3 separate regions of the Mus musculus genome follow, and all the other regions are linked to region 3. Evidence: chromatin contacts called from public Hi-C and Micro-C data. All regions are on one chromosome and are shown on one strand. Each heading gives the region's core, a stretch centred on a gene start, on an enhancer-like site or on the middle of the called end of the contact. The rest is flanking DNA. Distances are from core to core; before and after follow the strand shown.

What was found. A called contact is a pair of places that touch in the nucleus more often than the background predicts.
Region 1: a Micro-C map of trophoblast stem cells shows a contact between it and region 3, with 2.5 times the contacts expected there. The contact joins the enhancer-like site here to the promoter of Dock4 in region 3. A contact is called at or near these places in 5 of 39 promoter capture datasets (the 3T3-L1 cell line, 3T3-L1-derived adipocytes and liver), 19 of 484 Hi-C or Micro-C datasets (CD4 T cells, CD8 T cells, bone marrow-derived macrophages and 9 more), 10 of 115 datasets of contacts at active chromatin or transcription factors (the SCID.adh cell line, astrocytes, bone marrow-derived dendritic cells and 6 more) and 3 of 9 other capture datasets (adipose tissue, liver and macrophages).
Region 2: a Hi-C map of the N1E-115 cell line shows a contact between it and region 3, with 2.0 times the contacts expected there. The contact joins the enhancer-like site here to the promoter of Dock4 in region 3. A contact is called at or near these places in 7 of 39 promoter capture datasets (the 3T3-L1 cell line, 3T3-L1-derived adipocytes, the HPC-7 cell line and 2 more), 2 of 484 Hi-C or Micro-C datasets (the N1E-115 cell line and embryonic fibroblasts), 4 of 115 datasets of contacts at active chromatin or transcription factors (embryonic stem cells, intestinal crypt epithelium and stem cell-derived neural progenitor cells) and 3 of 9 other capture datasets (adipose tissue, liver and pancreatic islet).

Annotation. Positions count from the first base shown.
Region 1 is chr12:40,511,118-40,513,817 of GRCm38.p6, reverse strand. All of the region lies in intron 1 of Dock4 (dedicator of cytokinesis 4), which reads right to left. Among named protein-coding and RNA genes, the nearest start is that of Dock4, 66 kb to the right of the region's middle. Within about 2 kb of position 1,332, at least 16 of the 459 cell types and tissues checked have an H3K27ac peak or open chromatin away from gene starts, as enhancers often do. A contact at or near this core is called in trophoblast stem cells, where this site is marked.
Region 2 is chr12:40,334,359-40,337,058 of GRCm38.p6, reverse strand. Zfp277 (zinc finger protein 277) reads left to right here. Exons shown (of 12, transcript NM_178845.3): 5 at 1,684-1,775. Among named protein-coding and RNA genes, the nearest start is that of Gm40403, 88 kb to the right of the region's middle. Within about 2 kb of position 1,303, at least 13 of the 459 cell types and tissues checked have an H3K27ac peak or open chromatin away from gene starts, as enhancers often do. A contact at or near this core is called in the N1E-115 cell line, where this site is marked.
Region 3 is chr12:40,444,727-40,447,426 of GRCm38.p6, reverse strand. It overlaps Dock4 (dedicator of cytokinesis 4), which reads right to left and starts at 1,374. Exons shown (of 53, transcript NM_172803.2): 1 at 1,033-1,374. The coding sequence starts at 1,069. It overlaps Zfp277 (zinc finger protein 277), which reads left to right and starts at 1,637. Exons shown (of 12, transcript NM_178845.3): 1 at 1,637-1,761. The coding sequence starts at 1,668. It overlaps Gm40406 (a long non-coding RNA gene), which reads left to right and starts at 1,768. Exons shown (of 2, transcript XR_872699.3): 1 at 1,768-2,700.

The DNA of each region.
Region 1 (2,700 bases), core at 83-2,582, 66 kb before region 3:
TGAATTACATCACTACCCTAAACAATACAGAAATACTAGAACAATCTCATTAAGCATATTCCCCAATCATATCTGTTTTTGATTCAATCTCTCTCAAAACTAATCTGTCATCAAAAAATAAATTTAAACCATGTTTTTAATGTGGTGAGTATGGAAAACAGTTTAATGTTCAGGGTGTATGTAAAAATACGTGTCCTACCAAAAGGAACCAATAATTCTTGATTTAAATTTAACAGCCTATTCACAGTGGCAGTAAAATATTAATGGCACTGCAAAGCTGAATTTACTCAGGCAGTAATTCACAGTATCTGAAATACAGTCTTTATTTTATGTTGAGTCATTATATCAGTAAAAGGTACCAAAAAATAAATCTATTTGACTTCCAGTATTTTATACAATAAATTGAGCCATTTCTTCCAGTGTCAAGTTAGCTTTGAAATACATGGGCTTATAACAGTGAAAACCCACACAGCATCAAGGAAATGACAAGCCATCTGCCATAAATATGTCTTAAAACTAACAAATGCGATCCTGTCCCTTCTTGTGTTGGAGATGTCTTCTGCTCTTTGAGATAATCTAAAGCTCTCAGCATGAGATGAATGCTGCATGCCGGACAAGATCAATTCCCTTTCAGCCGTCAAGGTTATTGTAAAATGCGCTCAAGCTCGTGACTGATCAGTTTGAGTTGCACAAACAGAACACCCAAGTATATGCAGCCAAGTGACCCCCTGAATACCATGGTAGGGCAACAGAAACCAGTACGCCAGAGGAGTCTGGAGTGTCAATTTGACAGACACAGGTTATTCTCCAGTTGAGCGACTTAGTTACCCATGGCTTCCTTAGACAAAGAAGAAATAATCCATTTTAAGTTGTGTGCTTCCCGAGCATAGCAATTATGTTTTATTTCTCCTTAGTATCTTCAACCCCTAACACAGTAATTCTTAATGAATGAGCTTGTTTTTTTTTTCTACTACATAACTAATTAACAGAATGAATGCATACACGCAAGATACAACACAAGAAATTGCTAATATACTATTAGGGCCATTCGTGCACTTCTATTTATTGTAACATTTATTAGGCGCCTGAAATGAGACAAGTTTGGTGCCAACTGGTGGACGGCAGCATGCCATGATCCCTGCTCTTAAACATGTAACGGGGCAGCTGTACATCCATCCACAAGACACAGGAGAAAGGGGAGGAGAAAGAACAAAGAAAAGCTGTAACAACCTTCAGGGTTCCAACTAATCTAGTGGCATAGGGCTGAAAAGATATAAATCCCATCCCTGGAAAGAGACCAGTGTCCCTATGTGGGCAGCATCCAGGATCTGAAGGTAAAAGGCCAAGGCAGACAAAAGACCCTTCATATGATCATTATCAGCGCAGGCCTGAGACACTGTCAGCATCTCATTTTGGAAAGATTTATTAATATCTCTGTTGAGGGCTAAGATAAAAGGGGGTGGGAGGTGGGGAGGATGGCAGTTCTCAGACCATCAGCAAAGTGGTAGGCTTCCAGCCACAGCAGCATGTGACTTTGATGGGATCTCTTAAATCCATGTAAACTGGCTCCCTATTTGGGAGCTGCAGGTCATTTTCTCTACGGTCGCTTAGTAACTACAGAGAACCCTGAAGAGGCTTCTGCGGCAGTTTCAAAGGCACAGATCAGCTTGAACTCAGGCCCAATACAATTACAGAAGCACAGACTACCATCCCCAAAGGCTTTCTAGGCATCATGAACAAAAGAATGGAATTTAACTGGGAAAAGCCGGGATGATAAACAGGACATTTGGCCATCCGGGCCTTATGGAGGCTCTCACAAAGGATGTGATGTTAAAAATAGAATGAGCAAACATTCGTGCAGAGATGGTATCTGGAAACAGCACAAAGCCTGCTGACATCCCTGCCTTGAAAACACCTTATAGGAAGAAACTGACATGCACAGAATGTATACTGCACGTGGCAAGGCAGAGACACTATGCATGAACTAGAGATAAACGTCCTTCATTCTAGCAAGCTTACCTCCATACAGTACCCATGCTGATAGAGTAGGAGAACAGGACCCAGGCAGAAAGATCACTAAAGAACCAACAGAAGCTTCACTAGCCATAGGACCACTAACACATGGCTTATTTCCCTTGGATACCTGGCCCAGGGTTTGACACACTAATCCTCCCTGCAGGATTCCCTAAGTGAGGTTCATATACCTGTCCTTCCTCTGTGGGGAGTTACCAACTTGACCCCTGAATGGTACTTACCCATAAATGGAAGCAAGAAATTAGCGACTCAGTACTCAGATACCTTAGAATGTAGAAGTCCAAATTCCAGGATCATAACCAACCACTGAATTCTTTATTTCAGTCCTCCTGAGATAGTCAGCCTTCCGGCAGACTGAATCCAAGAATTTATGGTTAAGATAACATAGCTGCTCAGGTATTTGGGGGGGGGGGGCTACGGGACTACATAGGTGGTGGCACTATATGTGGCTGGGAGCCACATGGCCTCTCATAAGCTGATGCCTTCTCAGGCATTATTATTCTCAGGAAAATGAGAACCAAGGTAGAGTTGAGGACTGAGGAAACTATCTCTCTCTGTTTCTGTCCTATAAATGCGTTCATAATGAGCCTCCAAACAGCTCCACAAATAGCCACACAGTCCTACTCAACCTAACGAGGACGCTATCGTATTTTAGAGCTCCTTATT
Region 2 (2,700 bases), core at 54-2,553, 110 kb after region 3:
TAAAGAGGAACAAGAGATTTGGGACAAAGGGAGAGTGAGTGTACTAAACTTGAAAATAATTAGCAGTTATATATACTGTTATATAGACTACATGAGATTGTCCTGGAACCAAAGTATTAGAGAACAGCCTGGTTTGGACACTTTACTAACCAGTCATAGTCTTCCTCTATTGCCCTTTTTACCCAATGCTGCCTCTAATTTACTATCCTGTAAATGAGGTTAGCCATATTACTTTAGCTACTTTTTGGTTGTGCAATTAAGATTCCAATAACAACTTAATTCTGGTCAGTGAAAAACCTGTTATGGCTTAGTATCACTAGGGTACTGACTCATCAAATCCATCACATTGAATCAAAATGAAGACAATGTTATGCTAAGTAAGATTTTTCTCTTAAAGCATCAGGATTAGTATTGTCACAGGCTTGAGAAATGTGCATTAAAGTGTTTTGTTTTGTTTTGTTTTTTAATGGGAGTTTGCAGGAATCACACTGGATCTTGATGAACGTGTAATAATTTGTAAAAGAGAGAAGCCAAGGAGAATACTGACCTCCCAGAGAGACATTGAATAGGGCCGCCCTGACTAGAGCAGAACCTAGCAGAACATTATAAAACCATTTCAGTTGCAGCCCAACACGATAATTGTACATAGAAGCACGTTTAGTAAATGGTTCTCTCCCTTTGATGGAAGTATATTGCAAGGATTGCAATCATGGTAACTCTGATATTTATTTATAGTCATTTCATAATAATTCAACAAAATCTGGGCTCGGGGTAATGTTATTAGAGATAGTGGGGAAATGATCAGAACTTGATTACAAACTGAATAGAGGTTTAAGAATAAGAGCAATCCAAGAACCAGGTAGCAGATTCTACTCTGATGGGAAGCGAGGACAGGAAACGCCTGACACAGCCAACAGAAAGGTCTGGAAGATCTTCCCTCACTGGCTCAGAGTTGCATCCATTGCCATCCATTGCCATGTGACTCCCACGGCCTACTGTGACGTGCAGACTTAGTGTTCCTTTTCTTTACTGACAATAGATGTCGTTCATACATCTTATTCTGATTATGGCTTCCCCTCCCTCAATTCTCAGATCTTGCCCAGTTCACCACTCACCCAAATGCACACTGCTTCTCTTTCATTAAAATATAAACAAGCATCTGAAAAACCAATAATATGATAAAATAAAAACAAATCCGATTAAAACAAAATAAACAAGGTGAAAAGGAGTGGAAGAAAGCACATGAAACACCTAGAGATGCCTGGACTCACAGAGTCACACACAGTCACACACACACAGTCACACACAGAGTCACACACAGAGAAAACCTAGAGAAACAAAATCAGAAGTCATAATGCACAAGCAAAAGACCTATATTGGTAAAAAAAAAAAAGTTCAGACAAAACAATGTGAGACAAAATACTTCCAAAAATACCATTGAGTTGGTTTTCTGTTGGCCACATACTGCTGGCCATAGGCCTGCCCTTGATGAGGTTCATGGTCCAGTGAGACTCCCTTGGAGTGTTTCAATGCCCAGACAAGAACAAAGAAATCAGAAGTATGAGCAACCTTACTGCATGACCTTTGTACTCTTACACTCTCATCTAGACTGGCGCTGCTTGGTGACTAATTGCTTAGTACAGATATTAAAGATAAACTCATAAGTCCTTTTATAATTTACAGAAAGAAGTTCTGGATCAGCAACAGCGAGAGCGAAATGATACAAGCTTTCATGGTGTGTGCATGTTTTGCAGTGAGGAATTTCGCGGAAACAGGTTTGCCATTCTATAACATTCCTTCTTTTTTTTTTTTTTTAAAGATTTATTTATTTTTTAGAAGTAAGTACACTGTAGCTGTCTTCAGACACCCCAGAAGAGGGCATCAGATCTCATTACAGATGGTTGTGAACCACCATGTGGTTGCTGGGATTTGAACTCAGGACCTTCAGAAGAGCAGACAGTGCTCTTAACTGCTGAACCATCTCTCCAGCCCTATCCTCAGCCCTGTGGACCAGTATATCAACTCTGTATTAAAGGGTTTTTTACTTGGGTTGGAGCAAACCTCGACGTTACATTGGATCACAACTCATGTTAGCCGTCATTCTGTAGCCATTTTGGGTCTTTTATGGGCATTCACATAGCCTTACACTTGAGTATGGTCTTCTACTCCCCTGTATCCCATAACTTCTCAAAGGCTTCATAAGATATCTTACTCCCAGATTGTCTTAGATGGTTATCTAGTATACTATTTGCCACAAATGATGCTTTTCTCAAGCAGTTGTGATATCTTAAAAACAGAAAAAGTTTTTAACTATTTGAGCATTTGGGACAAATGCTCAGGGCATGAGATTTGGTTCAAATAAAAGCCAGCTTTGTGAGGAGAGCTTGGACAGCTCCTGCCAGGCAGGGTCAGTAGTGACAGACTCTAGGGATGGCCACTCCCTCCAGTGGCTGTGAGGCTGCTGGTATGAAAGCTAGAGACCATTAACAGTGAGTGAGATGGAGAAGGCCGATTAAGACACCACGAAGCTCACTACTCCTGCCTACGCTGAGTCCTTTTTCTCAAACAAGCACTTTGAGTTATTGTGAATTTCTAGGCTGATAGAACTAAGTTGTTTTGTCCGTGCCGGTGTCAGGGAGGGGCAACAGCACAGAGCTCAGCCCATCATGATTCTGTGGGGGCCTCTCCCACAGCCATACT
Region 3 (2,700 bases), core at 125-2,624:
AGGTTATAATTGCATTTGGCCAATTCGGGCTTGTCAGTGAGCCTGGCTTCTTAATAGTCTCAACCCTAAAAGGAGTGACTGTCAAAGGGGGAGGGGGGTACCCAGCTGAAATCAAACAACAAAAACGGGAACTGTAATCCTACCGACAAGGGAGGAGGGAAGGGAAGGGAGCCTCCTGTATTCATCAGTCAACATTAATGGTCTTTGTTGTTCACCTTTGCACAGAACAGTGAATGCTATCCTGTTCCTTTTTCTCTCAAATCAGTGCCAGGGTAGTCCTCTCCTAAAGCTGCCTGCCAGCCTCTAAGAGCCAGGCTTTCTGACCCTCCTCTCCCTCGTCACTTTCCAGCCGGCCTCTATGACCCCCACTGCGCTCATTCCCTGGTAGAGAAGGTGGCCAGAAGTAAAAACCCTGCCAAAATCTCGGTTCCCCTCCAAGGACCAAAGAGCGCAGGAGCACAGATGTTGAAATTTACCAACCCCCCTGCTCGCAACACACACCCCAAACACCCGGGAGGCGAGGGAGGAAGGAGGCTACGTCCCGACTCCGTCTGTCACAGGGGCTACACTCTGCACTCTGGGAATGCCGACCCCAGCCGCAGGGACTTCGCGCCTCCCTACTGTTTGGGAGTATTCTAGCAGCCGGTTCCTGGTCTCCCTCATCACCCCGGGAAATCTTAGCAGCCCACTGCCAGCTCTCTGCCGCTGTGGGCCAGCAGGGGTAGAAGGGAGAGAAACCCTGTTGGCTTCCCCTTCCAACTTGACACGCAACACGCCCCGCGGCCGCTCCAAACTCCGCCAGCCAGCAGAGACCGGAGCGGCAGTCCGGACGTTCTGGGATCGGGTTCGAGGAGCGCCGAGTGCACGGTGAGGAGCGAGCCCCCCAGTGCTCGCCCCTCAGCCGGAGGCCGGTGCGGCCAAGCCCGGGACCCGCTGTGCAATGCCAAGACCTGGCATTTGCAGCCTGGAGCGGAGCGAGCTGCGTGGGGGCAAGGACCAGAGCGTGGTAAAAGTTCGCCCGCGAGCACTCACCCACGCCGTATTTCTCGTGCTCCGTAGGTATCCACATGGCTATGAAGGGCGTTGAGGGGCTCCGGGCTGTGCAATCCCCGCGCCCCTCCAGTGGCTCACAACAATGCACCGCTCCCGAAGAGCAGCTGTGTCGCTGGAGCACAGCGGATCGCGCGGGCTGCGGCGCTGGGCAGGGTCTGCTCCCGGGGCTCCGGAGCCGGCACTGACACTACACCGCCGAGGCGGAGCCGCCCGCCGCTCTGCCGGCCGCGGCTGCTCACAGCCCTGCGACGCGCTCCCGGGGACCCGGCGGCGCAGTCATTGTTCTGATTCACTGAACTAAGCGAACACGCCGGGGCACTCGCGGGCGCACCCCCGCCCGTCAGCGCCCGTCCAGCGCTGCCTACCCACTGCCTCGCGGCATGCTGGAAGTTGTAGTTCTTACGCTCCCGGCTCCGGAAGGAGGCGGGACTACAGCGGTTGGGGGCGGGGCACCTAGTTAGGCTCGCCACAATCGATTGGTCCAAAATGTGACGGCACAGCATAGGCGTGTAGGAACTCCCTCAGTGAGGCGGCATGCGACCCCAGGCGCGTTTTTATTGGTGTATCACCGCTCCGCCCCGCCTACGGCCCGCCCCTTTCTACTGTGCCAGGTAATGGCTGCTAGTGAGGTCCAGGGGCTTCCTGTGGACCCCCGGGAGGCTGGGGTCCGCGGGGTCCGCGGCGGAATCGGACACACAGATCATGAAGGTGAGTGTGCTGTCCCTTAGGCGCGGGTGATCTGTCTTCCTTCTTCTGTGCCCGAGGTGCAGCTGGCAGCCGCTCAAACCTTTGAAGCTGGTCGGCTGGGAGACCACCTTGGTGCCAGGGAAAAAGCCGCGGGCGGGACCCAGAGATATGGGTTGGGCAGACGGAGGTTGCCAGGCTGAAGCTGTTTTGGGGTGGGAGCAGAAAATGTGAAGAGCTGCCTTCCCGGCCTCTGAGAAAGCTCCTTTGCTGTCTTCCGGTTTGGAATTCTGTGCTTTGCACTTGCCGCCAAGTGGGTGTGGGTCAGGTCTGGGTTGCACACGTGTGACTGTAAAGCTGTGATTAGCCGCTATTTCCTGACTTGTAGCCCTCGCTCTCCCCGGTTTGCTGAATTTGGCTCTGGGAAGGTGTTTTATGTAGTTTGGGACCGGTTTCCAAGTTGGAGACTAGTCACGTCACGGCTCTCTAATACTTATTTGCTGGTTGCAGGTTGTAGTCCTCTTCAAAAGGAAAGGATGTGTGTGTCTCAGGTATCATTTGGCCCTGTAGCCTGGGAGATGTTACATTCTAAGAGAAAGAGAAAAGAGAATTAAATTCACTCCAGCCCTCACAGAATATTTAAAATAGGGTTTTAAAATTCATCACAGCTACTTTGTATCAACCTGACTTTGCTGCTTTCTTCAGTTCCACTGTAGAGACCAAAAGTCAAACTTTCATCATAGACTACCTTTTCTTTTGGTCGCGCTCCACTCCCCACCCATTTTGTTTAAGTGTTAATTTTGGGGGTTAATTTGGGTTCTCAGTCCTTGTTGATGTTTTTTCCATTTAACCTTCACAGCTTTTTATCTCAGTAGCAGGGAAATAAAAGTGCAATTTCTTCCCACTTTCCATGAGTGAGATTCCTATCAATGGGTTTGCCATATATCCCGTACTTATGTTTTT